2 separate regions of the Gossypium hirsutum genome follow, and region 2 is linked to region 1. A link is a contact called in public Hi-C data. All regions are on one chromosome and are shown on one strand. The core of a region is the stretch at or near the end of the contact, and the rest is flanking DNA. Distances in the headings are between cores, read along the strand shown.

Region 1 (5,794 bases), core at 2,418-4,917:
CCCACTTGCACCTACCCGTGTCCCATCCAGCACTGGCCTCTGCCACCACCAGCACCGGCCATACCCTGCAAGGCAAAGAGCACACGCAAACAACAAATTCTAGGGAAACAAAACAATGTAAAAATGGCTATAAAGCAAAAAACACAACAATTGTAAATGATTCGACAGTTTTTGAAAACAAAAAGAAATAAGAAAATCATCTCAAATCTAGAGCAATAATAGCAATTCCATCAGTATTTAGATACAAGGATAACATCAAAGCAAATCGATATATCAAAGGTTGAGGAATCAAAAAGAAAAAAACCTAAGGTAATTTTTCATTTTAATTACTGTTTTATGCCATTTTTTTACACATAAACACTAAAAAAACATTAAAAATACATAGAAAGATATAAAACAAATAAATATAAAAAAAACTTACATGGTGGCCGGCGCCGGCGACGGTTCGGCAACCGAACCGGTGACCGGCCCGTGGCCGGATTTCCCCTCTCTCCCCTCTTCTCTCCTTCCTTCCTTTCTTTTTTTTTTCTTTCCCAGGTGCAAATGAATTTTTTTTCAAAAAATTGTATCTTTTATAGAGGACCAAAACGGTGCGTTTTGGTCCCCCCGGTTTAAACAAAAACGGCGCCGTTTTGGCCCCGGGTCGGGTCGACCCGACCCGCTCCAGGTCAGGATCCGCGTGTTTTTGAGCAGAAGGACAATTTGCGCATTTGGCCCTTCTGCTTTTCTGAGATTTCGCAATTAAGTCCCTATGATTTTGCAATTTGGCCCCATAATTTTCAGCGCCTTTCAATTTGGTCCCTACTGATACGCTGCGTTTTGAGGGGAAGGTAATATTGCTGTTTTGGTCCCTTCACATCTCTCGCGTGTTCTAATAAGTCATTTCTTCTTTATTTTTTTTTTAAAATTCGCCCCTAACTTTGCGTTTGTTTCGATTTTCATCTTTTTTTTTACTTTTCCTCATTATTTTGTTTTAATTTCAATATTATTTATATTAATATATTTTATTAATGTTATTATTATATTTTTGGTATTCTATCACTATCTTTATTTTACTTAATACTAACCTAATTATGTTATTTAGTATTATTAATGGTTTAATATCATTAACCTAGGCATTCATTAAATATATATATACATTTACGCATACATCCTAAAATTGTATTACATACATTTGTAAATATGCATATATATTTTTTATCTACGTATATTATGTTTCTATTTTAATATATTATACATATAGTATTTATATATAGTACGTATATATTATGTATGTGTTCTTAATATTATCATATATTTATTTTAAATATATCTTTATGTAATGTTGTCAATAATTGTCTTTCTATCACATTATTATCATTGCTAATGTACATATGTATCGTATATGCTTTTATACATAGTTTGTATATATTGTTAGTATTATTAGTTACATGTTTTATTCCATTTCATAAATATATCTCCACTTTTCTTGTCATTGTTAATATTAACATGTGCTTATCTATATATCTTTATCGAATGTACGTGTATATTGGTACTTTTATTTTTTATTATTGTGTATGTATTGTAATACGCATATGTATATTTTAAATCAATTGTATGTATTTTTCATGCTATTTCATGTATGTATTTTTATATAATCCTTATTATTGTTATTAATACTACTATATATTTCATTATATATGTGTATATGTATATATAGTAGTTTTCATTATTTCATTTCAATATTTTGTATTATTTGTTTCTTTTTTCTTTTATAATATTATTGGTGTTTATATTTCCTATGTGCATACATTCTTCAATATTTATTTTATATATATATGTAAATATTATATATATTTTAGCATTACAAATTATATTTTTACTATTCTATATATATTTCAAATACTATATATAATATATCTTTAACATTATTACTACCTATATATATATGTTATTTGGTGTACATATATCTTTTATTGTTGCTATTTTTACTATTATTAGTATATGTCTGTTATATACGTATATTGTATATGTTCATTTTAAATATGTTATATATATATATGTATATATTATGTACCCATATTAGTATTATTATGTAAACCTTTTTCATTCCTATTTTACGTACATACTCTTAACATCATCACTATATATATATATTCATTGTTTCTATTTCATGTTTAATTCTAGTATTGCGCTTAATGTCGTATATATCTCTATCATTTTAATATTATTATCACATTGATTATTTACTTCAATCTATACCTAGCTCTTTCATTCATTTATTTTTATTCCATATCAGTTTTGCTTTGCATTACTTTGAAAGTCAATTCTTGTTTTCTAATTGATTTTAATAATCAAGGCAACGTACCGATTTAACATCAAGTCATCGATTTCATCGCTATGTTGGGTGAACATCAATTGACTCGTATTAAAACGGTATGTCCTTCTAAAAAATCAAAAGATTAAAAATTCTCATGTTTCAATCGGATCACATCTAAGTGTTACATTGAACTTGCATTTTTGAAAATCAAGACAACACATGTTTATAAGATACCAATTTTGGGCGTCGCGAGGGTGCTAATACCTTCCTCGCGCGTAACCGACTCCCGAACTCTAATTTTTATTTGGCTTTTGACGTAGACCTAAACTCGACTTTCTTTTTAAAAAAAGAAATCTAATAGGTGTCCGATCACACCTAAGAAAAAGGATCAGTGGCGACTCCCTTTTATTTCAAAATCAAACCTCAGTTTCTAAACTTTCAATCAAACACCCTAATTAGCGACCAAAGCTAAAATTTTTACGTCGCTACAAACCTCTTAGAAGATATTTGTGAACTCACATAAACTGCTGAACAGAGAAATTTAGTTGAACTAACACTGTCACGAACTCCTAATAATCATCTGATGGTAGAGAGCCATAATATAGACTAAAATAGTATCATTCCAGAGAAACCAAATCCTTCTAAAAAACCCAAAGCTTCTATCTTAAAAGAATTATCAAACCTTAGCTTACCAATGATCCCATCTGCTCGAAGACCACTTATCCGAGTCTTAAAAACACAAAAAATATATATGGATTAAACTCCCACCTATATTTAGCAACAATTTTATGGAACCGAAGATGTCCCATTCCTCGATAATTCCAAAAAATAATTTTTGTGTCCATAGCTAGTAACAATAAACCAAAGCATCAAAACATATCCATTAGTGACATAAAAAAAATCATGAGGAAATAACCACAGTACCTCCACAATCTGCATCTATCTTCTTATTGCACAAAGTCAAATGTTTATCACTGTTATCGTGTGTAACTATATTATCAATTACCCTAACAATTTCCTCCACAGCTACTCCTACCTCTACCATCTTATTCCCTGAATCATTCAACGCCCCATTTGGTCGTTTACTCCATTGGAAACGTAGTTTAGAAGCTAAGGAAGATTTCGAGTTAATATCACCCAGACCGCGACTGCAAAAAATGAAATGCCTATTTTCCTTCCCTCTTGGCCCTTCTACATTAACACAAACTAAAGTCTGGACAACCTTATGTTTCGCATTATCCAACTTAGAACATTAACTTGCTCAAAATTGGTACCCAACAAACCATTATGATCTATACCCACCGACCTACTAGAGCCATTAGAAGACTTCAAAGCCTGTTGAGCCACCTTAAGCCCACTAACAATATCAATCCCCTTCCCTTTACTTTTTACCTTTTCCATTACCCACTGAAACCCTATCTCCTATATCCCTAGCCATTACTTCATCCCTCCTCACACCTGGCTACGCATTTTGAGCCAAATCCATTAAATTTTCCAGCTGTCCATCAGTAATATCCCTTTGAATCTTGAGATCTCTTTCCAAATTCGGTGAATCAAAAGTGGCAAATCACGATCCACCCGCATCAACATTCCAACCACTTTCTTTTTGGCTATCTATTGAGTCCTTTCTCCTTCCTCGTTGTCTGCACTCCACCAACATCTACCGCCCAAAGCTTTCCTCCTCAACCGACTTCTGAACAGTAACTTCACCACATCCGGTTCCTACTGTTCAACTTTATCCACTGAGGAACTCGACTGGACCCCCCGACAAATCTCCGCACTATGACCATACAACCTGCAACTGAAGTGTACATTAGGCAAACCTTCGTATTCCACCTTCTACAATCGTTCCTCAACTCTAATCTTCTAAATCAAGGGCCTCCTTAGATCAATATTCACAGCCATACGAGCAAACTTCTCTCTTTTTACCTGCATAGTATTCATATCAATTTTAACCACTAGGCCAATAAGTTGTCTTATCGCCTTGAGAAGGCATTTCGAGTAAAAGCAATTCTAAGAACCCAGGTAACCTGATCCAAACCACTTGGCTATCAATCACATCCCTATCAGTGGAAAAGGAGGGAGTCAATGGTTGAACATATAAGTAGTGCCCATAAATCACCTATGCTCCACCCATAACCACACTTTCTAGATCCACCTTGTCAAGAAAACGAACAAGGTAAAAACTCTTCTCTAAATCCATAAGTTGAAAGAGATTTTTAGGTTTCCACAACATTTGCACCTTGTCAAGGAGCGTATAGAACCCAATATTTCTCCCAAGCAACTTAATCGCTAAAGAGGTCTCCATTTTCTTCTCTATAAAACTGTGAACACGATCAGAAAAATTAACTGATGGGATCCCATCCACCATCTCCGTCGTAAAGTCTCCGACTTGCAGCTAAAATTCAGCCTCCATTCAAGCATGCTCAGACAAGTTAACGCCTCCACCTATTAGCGTCTCCTTGTAATAAAACCTCAAATTTGATTTTGTAGTACTATTTGACCATTTCTATCTACCGTAGGATCCTCTGACTCTGGGAGTTGATCCACATGCCTTCTAACCTTCTTCGTGGCCCGGCCAATTCCACTATTCGACCTCGACGAATTCGAGCCAATCGCAAACTCCACGGGCAACCAAGTTTCAGACAGGGAGTTTTTTTTTTAAAGCTCCTACTTTGATGTTAAATAATAATGTAACTTTAATGGCTCCTATTATTAAAAATAAAATTAATAGTATTATCAATTTAAATCTATTGACGATACTATAAAAATATATAAATTAAATTATACCAAAATTAAAATAAAATATAAAAACTAAACTAAACTTTAGTTACTGAGTTAAATATAAATTCACAATGGATAAGATTCTTAAAATTAGAAATTTAAAACTATATAAAAAAATTAATAAAGACTTAATAATGTTTTGCTTTATAATCTTTGTGAATCAAAGAATATTAATATAGCTTTATAAACTAAATTATGTATTGAAGGTTGCTAAGATAATATTTCAAAAATATATAATTAATAATTTTTATAAAAGATTAATATAATAATCTATAATTATTAATAAAAAGTAAATACATGAATGCACGGTAATTGTTATGATTTGAGGCTTTGACAAGTGTTTTTTTTTTTTGTTTTTTTACAGGTTGGTAAATAAGAAAAATAAGGAGAATGTGAGGGAAAAGAAGAAATGATAAAAACTATATTTGTGTTATTTTTAAGTTAATCATTCTATATTTTAAATATATGGTGTTGATTTTATTTTTCAGGTTACATTTTAAGGTTTTTCATGTTAATGTTATTACTTTTTATTTTTATTTTGGAAATTTATTACATAAAAAATGAAATAAGAAACAAATAGGGAATATATTCTTTGTATGACCCTAAAAATACTTAGTAGTAGACCTGGGGATGACAAAATAAGAAATTTCAATAGGTTTTCACTTAAACAAGGAGTGGGGTTTTTCCGGAATCGGATTTTGGGAGGGTGGG
Region 2 (5,794 bases), core at 1,752-4,251, 130 kb before region 1:
TCAATTTAGGTTCAATTTAAATCTAAAACAGGAATTGCAGGTTTTGCCAATAGTGCTACGGTTGTGCTAAAATTAAGATGTGCGTTCTAATTTATAGACTTGAATGTCTAAATAATATTTTTAGTGATTAAATCGATGTTTAAGCTTGCTGGTCGGGCTTAGTTAAATGGCTAAGTAAGTGATTTTAAGGTATTCGAATTAGGTACATTTCATGCCCCAACTAAATGGCATGTTTGCAAAGTTGCATGGTTGACTGATTATTTGTATGACTGGTATTGGTATGAAATAACATGAATGGTTTGAATATATAATGTGTGTTGGATGTATGTATAGCATGTATTAAAATGAAAATAAAGAATGTATGCATGAGTGAAATGCTATGAAATGTATTGAATGAAAGTCTACTACACATGCACTGGAGAAATTGCTTATAAAATGATAATGAAAATATGGCCAGTTGGAATGTGACCTTATTGATAGTGAAATTGAATGCTTGATAAGTGTTACTATAGATGAAAGTGAATGATATTATGAGGGCATGCAAAACATGCTACTGAAATGTGAATGTAATGGGAATGTGTTCTTGGTAGTAATTTGTATGACATATCGTATGTGCATGGGGTGGGCTATTGTGGAGTATAGACGAGAACCATGGAGTAATTGTGGCATATTAAGTCTGTATTTATGTTGTTAATGCACTGCACCAGGAGTAATGAGAAGAATGACGATTATATTACATTTTAAATGACAGTATAACTGTATTACGTATAATGGTGGTTTAACCACATCGAGCCTAGCTCGCAATGTTTGGAGTTTGGTAGATAGCTTCAGGGGAACTCATGGTGTGTAGCACATGGTTGGGTAGGATTATTTATGCATTGCATTATGTCCATGACACTCAAAAGATAATGTTTTATGCTATGTGATACGTTGTATTAAATTATTGATTGGTGTTTGTATGAATAATTGAATGTTCTTACTATTTAGACTAACACTGAACTAGTTAGCTCACCCCATAGTTTCAAACATCTCAGGTAATGCTTAAGACTAGGACTGGACACGGCATGAGGACATATGATGGACTTCGGACTAATTATTACTTATTTCGCTTGAGTTTTATTTAAAATTTAATTGGTTTTGGGACTATAAAATTATTTGGACTGTGGTTTGGATTTTATTTTGTTTTGGGGTTTTCATGCATGCATATTCGACACGTTATTTTGGTTTTAAAGTACATTTTGAAATTGGACAATGCATGATACTTGGCTTAATGTTAAAATCGGATGTAAACTGAGTTTTCCCCTACAATAAAAGATAATGAGGTTTTGTTGATTGAAATAACGAGCAATGTGTTTTATAAACCACACAAACGCTAATAACATGACCTAAGGATCGTTGACTTAATTAATGAAATGTTTTCTAGAATAATAAAGGTACACTGCGATTTTTCTTAAAAGAGCAAGTAACTAAGGTTTTCAAAGAATGGTAAGGTATCTAAGCCACGCAGGTGGCTAATGTGATCGTAATAATTTGACCATAACGTCTAGGCCGGATTGGAGAGGTTACAATAAATAACTTAGTAAGTTTCATATGAACTTATTTGGTAAAAACGACAACAAATGAAACATCGAGGATTAATCCGCAATGTTGCATTTTCCTCAATTATCCTCTGGTTGATGCAAATCCCTATTTATACGACAATTCATTTTAGTTTATCAATTTTAAATACCTTATAACATCTTATTATATGCATATGACAATTTAATTTCACTTTTAAAAAGTTCTTTAAAGGTTTGCCTTTCATTCAATTTAGTCCCTAAAACCAAAAGTACCATAACTTTCAAATTTGAGCCTCAATTTCGAAACTGATCCCAATTTCATCCTTCTATATCCCTCTATTATCTATATTTACAAAAATTTAACGTAAATTTTGAAATTTATGCACTTTAGTCCCTAAGTTAAAAAACTAGCAATTAAACTTTACAAACTAGTCATTTTTCACTTCTAAGCTTAAAATGTAACAAATTAACTCCAATTTCATCAGGTATTGGAAACTTTAGAAAATTTTAACAGTTTTACAAATTGGTATCTGGGTTAGCTAAATCAAACTCCCGGGACCTCAAAACATAAAAATTACAAGAAAAGAACTTGAATTAGTAGTAAGTTGGGCGTCTGCTACTTAAGTGAAATTGGTGCATTTTATGGTCTTAGATATGCGTGCCTAACAAACCTAACAGAATTTTTAATTCCGTTGTAATGGTAAGTTGCATATAACAGCTTAGGCTCTTGTTATTCAGTATGCAAAAATTTGAATGAATTGTTTTCTTCTTCGTCTCTCGTTTTCTTCTCCTTTCTGTTTTTCTTTCCTTTTTTCTGACTCTTTTCTTAACAGCTGCATCAAGGGGTTTCTCATCAAGATCGGCTTATGATGCTCTCTGGTACAAGCTGATCAAAAATGGAGGAAACTTTGGGGTTATAAGGGTCCACAGCGGGTAAAAATGCTCGGATTGACTGATAAGCTATTGACTAGCGTGAATCGGGTAAAAAGACATTTGAGATGATAGAATATGTCAACTGTGTAGTGAAGAAGAGGAGGATACAGACCACGAATATTATTGATTGGACTTTCACATATATAATTGCTCTATCACGTTTTGCCGAGTCGGATAGTGATTGGGATATCAGACTTGGCTTTTTAGTCTACCTCTTATGGTAGCGGTACAATAAGAAACTATTTAATCAAGATTTTGTAGAGTGTGAATCTGTCTTGCAACAAGTTAACTGGTTAGCCATTGAGACCAGTAGGGCGAGTGCTGATGGGGTACTTGTTAGTAATGTGAAACAGAGGGTTGAGTCACTGGTTCGCTAGTTAAAGCTAAGAGGGGGTGCTTAAGGTTAATACAGACGGGGAGTGAAATAGTGGCATAAGTGCGACTATGGCCGGGGGTGTTATCCGGATAATAATAGAGATTGGCTAGTGGGCTTCCCTATGAATATTGGGACGTGTTCGGTTATGGAAACAAAGCTTTGAGGAGCCTTGGAGGGACTCCAACAGGCTTTGACACCTGGGAGTGAGTGCCTCTCAATCCAATCTTACCACTGAACAAGAGGATAATCATGGTGCTAAGATTGGATTGGGAGGTTGAAGTTTCCATGTTTATCGTGAGGGTAATAAAGTTGCCAATGCACTGGCAGCAATGAGATTCTCACAAGCAATTGTTGTTCACAAGTTTACACAAGCCCCAAATGGAAATTGTTGTCTAATTGAGGGCGATTTTTAATAGTATCGGTACTCATAGACTAACTGTGCTTTAATCAATTCTTTTACTTACAAGAAAAACATTTAGCTTAGTGATGTAATTTTAATATTTACATATAAGACTAAAAGGTTAAAGGTTAATATTGTATTAATTTATAAATAAATTTTGAAAAAATATATACCTAATATATTATTATCAATTCAAATGATTTTTTTTATCGAATTTTATAATTAAATTGATTTATTATCTGTTTAAATATTCTTTGATTCTTAAATAATGTGTGAATCAAATAATTCATTAATTTTATTTCAATCAATCTGATGAATCCATTCATCAATAAAATTTTAGTAGATGTATTAAAATTGAGGACCCAAATCTTTGGGTTTGAAAAAGCATACCTTTGCTCACCCGTTAATGGGCTAAGCTTGTGAGTTGGATTAACCCACTAGAGATGATTGTGAAAGTGGGCAAACAACATAACATCATTTAGATTCAATTAATATTGATGACTATAGGTGTAAAGTAGATAACTTTATTCGCAAGTTATTTATGTTGGATTTCATTGTTGAATTCAATATTAAGATTTTTAATAATATTGAAAAATTTAAATTCAAACTATAGTTTCATTTTTATTATAAATAATTGAGCTGAAGTTGGAAATGAAAATCAAGCTATTTTTAATTAGGTATTTATGTATAATTTAACAAGTTGTTCTATTTGTATCTTGAATCAAGCTCTGGTTTAAAATTGAAACTTGATTGAGGTAAAAAAAAATTTAAGTCTCACTTTCAGTAAACCTCGAATTTCTTACACATTAAACTTAGTTTGGCTCAAGTACAACTTAAAACATTTGAGAGTGTTTAATAAACTAAAAGATTTGGTGCTAAAAAAAATATATGTTGAAAAATTAAATATTAAATTTAAGTTATAAAATTTAGAGTTAAATATAAAAATAGTACTCAAATTTGTCCATTTCTTTCATGTTGGTACGTATATTTTTTTGCCTAAAATTGGTTCCCAATTTTTTTCCATCAACTAAATCGGTAATGTTGTTAAGTTTAAGACACGTGACAGAATAAAATTGTGACACGTAGTATAAATGATGTCATGATGATGTCATAATATAAAAAAATTTTAAAAAACTTTTTTTTCTCCGCCAATTTTCTATCATTCCGTTTTTTTTTTCCCTTTCTTCTTCTTCTTCCCTCAACCCAACTCGTGAAAATTTCTTCTTAAATTTGCAAACAAAAAAAAATCAATTTTGATAGATTTGAAATGGCTTCTTCAGAGTGTTCTTCGTTTCAAGGAAAAACAAAATCTAATTTCAAAATACTATTACAATGACTTTTGAACCAAAAAAAAAAAAACAAATCACCTCCCTTCCTGTTCAGTTTTCTGATGTTGTTCTTCACCTTACTTAGCTTTAATCATGGTAATTTGTTGTCATAAAGTGCAAATAAGCAAGGGGTATTATTTCCCTTTTTTTTTTTAGATTACTTTTCATGACTACAATAGTTCAAAGAATTAAAAAATAAACCTTCCTCCACAAAACATTAATGCCCAATCTTCACCTCCCTTTTCTCTCCCCATTAAGCCCTCAATCCCCAACACCAAAACCCCCAAATTCACCCCATTAGCTTCCATTATAGCACCCTATAACAACCCCCAAACACAAACTCAGTCCCCACTCAATGATTTAGGGTAAAAAAAGGGAGCTGGCTTTGTTAACTGGTGAATAGCTTTTACAGTGGATTTTAGAGCCTTCATTTTATGGTGAAGTTTTTACGTTTATTGTGGGAAAAAGAAATCTGTTTGTTTCTTTTGTTTTTTCATTGGAGTAGTTGATCTTCAGGTGATAATTGTATGCTTTAGATGAGTCTTCTGTTAAGAGATCGCCGATATTTTATATTTCGCTGAAATTTGTTTTTATTGTTGATTCCTTTAGATTTGGTATTTTTGGTAGATGTGTATTTTTGTTTGGTTACTGAGAAAGTGCAGGGAATGAAACGGAATTTTATATTTTTGTTTAAGGGAAGAAGAAGAAGAAAAAGAAGGGGAAAAAAAACCACAGAAAAATTGGGGGAGAAAAAAAGGGTTTTTAAATCTTTTTTAGATTATAACTTGACCGTGACATCATTTATGCAATGTGTCATAATCTTATTCTAAAACAAGTCTTAAACTTAACGGCATTAGACTCAAATATCGATTTAGTTGACGAAAAAAAATTGAGTACCAATTTGAGCAAAAAAAAACTATAAGTATCAATCTCGAAGAAGTGGACAAGTTTGGATTCTAATTTATATTTAACCCTAAAATCAATTTGATATATTACTTAAAATTAGGTACAAAATATAATTAGATTGTTTGATAAATATAAAATTTAAATTATAAAAAGATTTTATTCTACATATTATCCTTAATGTTTAAACATTTCACTGCCTTATTGTAAACAAAATCAAATTTTAAACATAATTTTTGTACAGAAAAATATTATATTAAAATAAAAAAAATAGAATTAATTGAAAATACTATTA

What was found. Hi-C and Micro-C count contacts between places; a contact is called where the count stands out from the background.
Region 2: a Hi-C map of leaf shows a contact between it and region 1, with 3 times the contacts expected there. The contact joins two enhancer-like sites. A contact is called at or near these places in 5 of 34 Hi-C or Micro-C datasets (hypocotyl and leaf).

What each region holds. Positions count from the first base shown.
Region 1 is chrA12:80,546,169-80,551,962 of Gossypium_hirsutum_v2.1, reverse strand. No RefSeq gene overlaps it. Among protein-coding and RNA genes, the nearest start is that of LOC107923692, 23 kb to the left of the region's middle. Within about 2 kb of position 3,667, at least 9 of the 9 cell types and tissues checked have an H3K27ac peak or open chromatin away from gene starts, as enhancers often do. A contact at or near this core is called in leaf, where this site is marked.
Region 2 is chrA12:80,671,343-80,677,136 of Gossypium_hirsutum_v2.1, reverse strand. No RefSeq gene overlaps it. Among protein-coding and RNA genes, the nearest start is that of LOC107916043, 58 kb to the right of the region's middle. Within about 2 kb of position 3,001, at least 4 of the 9 cell types and tissues checked have an H3K27ac peak or open chromatin away from gene starts, as enhancers often do. A contact at or near this core is called in leaf, where this site is marked.